2 separate regions of the Mus musculus genome follow, and region 1 is linked to region 2. Evidence: chromatin contacts called from public ChIA-PET data. All regions are on one chromosome and are shown on one strand. The core of a region is the stretch at or near the end of the contact, and the rest is flanking DNA. Distances in the headings are between cores, read along the strand shown.

Region 1 (2,793 bases), core at 276-2,775, 200 kb before region 2:
TATTAAACTTCTTCGCACATACTCTCACACTCCAGGTTCTCGTTCCCTGGAGAATCTGAGTAATACTGGGGGTAAGTGTGTTTTAAAGGACCAACTAAGCTGGGGAGGGGGTGGTGGCTGGTGGTGGCTGTGGTGTGGGCCTTTAATCCCAGCACCCAGGATGTAGAGGCAGGTGGACCTCTGAGTTTGAGGTCAGACTGGTCTACAGAATGAGTTCCAGGACAGCCACAGCTACATAGAGAAATCATATCTTAAAAACCAAACCAAACCAAACCAAAACATCAACTAAGTTCACCCAAAGTGTGGTTTGAGATGTCTCAGGAAATTTGATTTTCAAAACAAAAAAGGAAATTGTGAGATATAAATAAGGAAGATAATCTGTAAGGTGTGTGGATTAATTGAAAGTTGACTATAAACCAAGTAGAATAATATCTTTATACAGAAATTCCTGGATGTATTAAGGTAATATTTGTAAACAGACTTTATGCTTAAAGATATGAGATAGCTCTAACCTACTGAATAGTAATGAAAACACTAGCAATGGTGAGTATTATTTTAACACCCAAAGCCCCTGGGCACTGTTTTTTTAGAAAACTCCTCAGACTATTAATGAGATGGCTGAAGTGGTAAAGTGACTGCCACAAAAGCATGCAGACTTGAGCTCAGTCCTCAGCAGCCACATAAAAACAAACAAAACCAAAAACCTGGCTGTTAATGGTGTATGATTGTAATCCCAGCCCTGGGGAGACAGAAGCAGGCAGACCCCTGGGGCTCACTTGATCAGGCTGGCTACCTTAATTGCTGAACCCCAGATGCCAGTGAGATAACCCTATCTCCAAAAACGGGTCAGCTGTCTCCTGAGGAGCAACATCCAAGTTCACCTATAAATGAATGAGCGCACATTTGTGTATCCACGCATCTACCATTTGTTGGGTGTGCCTTCTAGTAAGTACTTATTACTTAACTCTAATATGGTCTACACCACACTTCTTTTCTTGTATTGTTTTGTTTTGTTTTTCGAGACAGGGTTTCTCTGTATAGCCCTGGCTGTCCTGGAACTCACTTTGTAGACCAGGCTGGCCTCAAACTCAGAAATCCGCCTGCCTCTGCCTCCGGAGTGCTGGAATTAAAGGCGTGTGCCACCACACCCGGCTTTAGACCACAATTCTTGCTGGTCTCACAAGGTCACTTGACCTTCGGAATGCAGCGGTCACTGGCAGCAATTCCAGACCTTTCTGTCCTCGCTTTTCTCATTAAGCTTAGCTCTCCTCCCAGCGTACTGCACAGATACCTATTCGGCGCTACAGAAATCCGGGCCAGCAGGTCTCTATCTTGGCTCCGAAGGGCGCCGCGACACGGCTGAATTGGATAACAAAGTCCTCAAACTGCTCCACCTCGCCCTGAATAAGACCTTAGAGAGCAGACCTCAGGACCAGAACAGAAGCGCTGCTCCAAGCCCCGCCCACAACGCCCGTTCCGCCCACAAAGGCCCCGCCCACAAAGGCCCCCAGACCGGCGTGCTTTGCGCCTGCTCAGTCCGGCGCGGGAGCGGCGTGTTCTAAGGTTGCTACCGAGGTAAGCTCTCCTCTTGGCTGTGAGTTCTCTTATGTCCAGCTTCCGGGTTCAGTCATGTTCCGGTTGTTGGAAGCAGCCCGGTATGTGTCAGGGCGGAATCACATTGAGAGCTCTTCTAAAGCCAGAGCCTACACCTGCTTCTAGGCCAACTGCGAGACTCAGAGGCCGACCCGGGAGAGGTTGTTTTTGTTTTTGTTTTTTGTTTTTTTTTTTGTTCCCTTCCAAGGACCCTGTCTTTTCTAGCCTCAGTTTCCTCTTGGAAAGAATGAGTTAAATGAGTGATACAGAACCCTACGTTTTGTTTACAGTAGTACATTGCTAATCAAACGCTTCGCGGAGATAGGAATAAAGTGAAATTTCATCCAAAGAGAAATAACAGTCATAGTGACATAATCACAGACGAAATAAGGTGCCCAGAATATTCAAAAGTGCGCCTGTGAGACTTTGTCTCAAAAAAAAAACCACCACCAATTAACTTTAAAAACAATATTAACTTTGCTAATGAGTGAGGTGGATGGTCTGTTTGGTCTGTTTGTGTATATATAATAGATAACATTTTTAAGGTGAACAGCTTGCTATGAATCTCTAACGGCCCGTGATCAAATACCGAACCTTTGCTATCAGTGGTTAGCCTGCCAAGAAAAGTGTCTCATGAGGAATGACCTGAACAACAGGAGTTTATTTTTTCTTAGTTCCAGAGCTGGAGGTCCAAGACTCAGGTGTGGCCAAGCTAGGCTCCCTGGGTATTTCAGCAAGGCTAACAAATGGCCATCTTACCCCTGGATCTTCATGTGGTATTTTTTCTGTATGTGTCCGGATCTGAGCTCGAAAGCAGTGAGATCTGAGTATTGCTATCCCACGAACCTTCCGTTTCTATTTCAATGATAGGCCGAAGCTCCAAATACAGCCACCTCGTAAGATAATGGAAATGTGGCTCAACCATGGGAGCTTGGTGGAAGTAGGGACACTAGGCAGCATGTGACACTGCCACTTGTGGTTTTGGCCAATAAACCTGTCCAGCTGCATCCCTTTTCACAGCTGGAAATAAACTGTTGTGGTATGGGCTCTGAAGTATGATTTTTTTTTTCTTAGACTGACTGAATCCAGTGAATTCTCTGTGTCCTCAGACTCTATATTTGGTGATACCACCAGCTACATATCAAAAAATGTTTTGGAAGGAAAATTTGTATCTGTACTGAACATGGCTTTATTTTCTGG
Region 2 (2,795 bases), core at 146-2,645:
TTTGAATTGCCTTTTAAAAAGTGTACTTACCTTTATTTCATTAGAGTTTGGGAGGGCCAGTTTGTTTTCTAGAGACAAAAATGATACAATTTGGGAAAAAGTTAAGGATAGAGAATGGGTTAGCAAAGTATGGGTTTGATACTTATAACTAATTAGGAGATAATTACAGTAATCCAAGCAAAACTAATAAAGACCTCTACCATACATTGATGTAGAATAGGGAACAAATTTGAGGGACCTAACATCGACTGCTGATGTTAGATGGCTAGAGGGACAATGAAACAAGTGTTTGTTCCCGGTGGAAATTACTTCGAGAGCAAAAAGCCTTGAAGAGTTGTATGTCTGGCATCTACTGTTGCTAGAATTTTGGAAGCATTTATAAAGATAACAGGAAAATTTTACTTGGTCAAAAATTCAAAGGTCTTTTCAACTTTGTATTTCTAGAAGAAATAGTTTAGTGTTTGTCGTTGCTTTTTCTCATTTTCTTCCTCCCAACATGAAAATTATTCCCTGTTTCTACCAATTAGTGATAGATCATTATATTCTAAAATCCCGACAGTTTCAAGTGACTTGAAGAATATGTCATCCGCAACAGCCCCTTACAAACTTATTGGCATTTATTCAGGGTTTTTCCCTTCATAGACTCAGGTGTGTGTGTGTGTGTGTGTGTGTGTGTGTGTGTGTGTGTATCTGTCTGTCTGCCTGGTAACTATCATGGACATCACTGTTCCAATTAGAAAGTGGTATAGACCTGAAAAACAAAGGGGTTTAGTAAATGTCACTCAAATGTTTTCTGTACAACTGACCATAAGATAACTTTACTCCTAGTGGCATAATTGTTCTAATTTAGAAAGAACCTGTTCTGGTTTTTTGTACTGTCTCTTACTTGCAGCACTCTCTATTTTTGAAAATCAAAGCATTGTCTTATTTTAATGATTTTTGTACATACTAGATTTTGTTATGCCTGATCTTCATTGTTTTGTCATTCACTATTAATATTCTAGGAAGGTTGTCAGGGACTGTCTTTTTTTTTTTTTTTTTTTTTTTGGTGTGTGTGGGTCAGGAGGATAGATATGTTTCTTTTTTAAGGTGCTAGGTTCCCAAACCTTGCACATGCTAGCCAAGTGTTCTACTTTGGTACTGTATGCTCAAGTCTTGGTGCGAAGTTTTAATAGTGCTGGGCTGTCTTAATGATTGTTTTGTCTCTGGAAATCTATGCTTTCCTGGGATTGTTTAAGTTTATTTAGCTCGCTTGTTTGTTTTTTTTGTTGTTGTTATTGTTGGTTTAGTTTGGTTTTTCGAGATAGGGTTTCTCTGTGTAGCCTGACTGTCCTGGAACCCGCTTTGTAGACCAGACTAGCCTTTTACTCAGGGATCTGCCTGGCTCTGCCTCCTGAGTGCAGAGATAATTGTGAGCACCACCATTGCCTGGATCCTTGGATTGTTTTTATAAGACTCTTTTACCTTATAATTAGCTACTAAATTCTCTAATGGTTTTAGCAAGAATTAGGTCATTTTGGTTAAGAATTCCAGATTTATTTTCTCTCTTAGAATTTTAAATGGCAGTATAAATAGGAAGACGAAAAAGGCCTTTAAACTTTATATGAAAAATTTTACCAATAACTACCTTATTTTCCCTTTTATATCTAATTTTTGAATTGCTTTCACACTTTTTCAGTTATCATATAATAATATCTGAGGAAGAGATGAGAGCAAATTTTTCTTCAACAGAAAAATAAGGTGCCACGGTCAGAAAATAAACTCACCACATTGCTAACAGTGTGGTATTTTTTTCTCTGAAATTTCCGCTCAGAACAGGAAATATAGACAGTAAGCTTGAGTGGGTGGGTCTCTGAGGTTAGAGCTGTTAATAAATTAAGATGCCTGAAATTTAGTTAGCTCAAGACATTTCCAAACATGTTTAGTTCATTACCAAGATTGAAGTGTTCATACAGTTTGTACTAGGTAAGTATGCTGGATTTTCAATTTTTCAGATGATTTTTTTTCTCTCAGTAATTAATCTTAGCTCTTATCACTTACATTTGATCTAATATATGAGGGAAGAATAGTTTGTGAATAGTAAGGATTAACACTAGTAAAAGAACTATAGGTGGTAAATTATGGTAAGCTTGAGATTTTATGTTTTAAATTGAAAAGACTATATAATATATTTTCATATATGACTAATTGAATTTATGTGTTCTCCACTGTGAGAGCTTAAATCTAATAGTGTGCAGATTCAAGTCCTAAACTAAAACTCACAGTGATAGGAAGAGGTCTTTGAACTTAAATTACTTTGAAACATTTGGAAAATGAAATTTGTGTCTGTCCTTTTTGTTTGCTTGTTGGTTACAAGTAGCATCATGTCTCTTTTAGAAGATGCACATTGATTTTAGAGTTCAAAGAGATTAGCCTAACCTGTGAGAGGATTTGGCTGTCAAACCCTGAAATGATAGGATAATTGTATGATTTTGATTTATAATTATTCATAATTTAACAAACTTTTAAAATTTTTATTTATTTATTTTCCTGCATATATGTCTGCATGAGGTTACTGGATCCCCTGGAATAGGAGTTGCAGACAGTTGTGAGCTGCCATGTGAATACTGGGAATTGAACCAGGATCCTCTGATAGAAGAGCTATTAGGCCATCTGGGTTTTTTCTTTTTTCTTTTTTTTTTTTCTTTCTATTTATTTACTTTTTATTAGATATTTTCTTTATATACATTTCAAATGCTATCCTGAAAGTTCCCTATACCCTCCCTCTGCCCTGCTCCCCTACCCACCCACTCCTG

What was found. ChIA-PET counts read pairs in DNA pulled down with a chosen protein or histone mark.
Region 1: an RNA polymerase II ChIA-PET map of effector CD8 T cells shows a contact between it and region 2, with 8 read pairs. The contact joins the promoter of Tmem177 here to the enhancer-like site in region 2. A contact is called at or near these places in 8 of 39 promoter capture datasets (3T3-L1-derived adipocytes, the C10 cell line, HPC-7-derived erythroid cells and 4 more), 2 of 484 Hi-C or Micro-C datasets (both in cerebellar granule neurons), 2 of 115 datasets of contacts at active chromatin or transcription factors (effector CD8 T cells and memory CD8 T cells) and 2 of 9 other capture datasets (adipose tissue and pancreatic islet).

The regions. Positions count from the first base shown.
Region 1 is chr1:119,911,915-119,914,707 of GRCm38.p6, reverse strand. It overlaps Tmem177 (transmembrane protein 177), which reads left to right and starts at 1,525. Exons shown (of 2, transcript NM_175106.4): 1 at 1,525-1,575. The region is part of intron 2 of Gm28209 (a long non-coding RNA gene); the gene reads right to left.
Region 2 is chr1:119,712,246-119,715,040 of GRCm38.p6, reverse strand. All of the region lies in intron 13 of Ptpn4 (protein tyrosine phosphatase, non-receptor type 4), which reads left to right. Among named protein-coding and RNA genes, the nearest start is that of Epb41l5, 65 kb to the right of the region's middle. Within about 2 kb of position 1,395, at least 11 of the 459 cell types and tissues checked have an H3K27ac peak or open chromatin away from gene starts, as enhancers often do. A contact at or near this core is called in effector CD8 T cells and memory CD8 T cells, where this site is marked.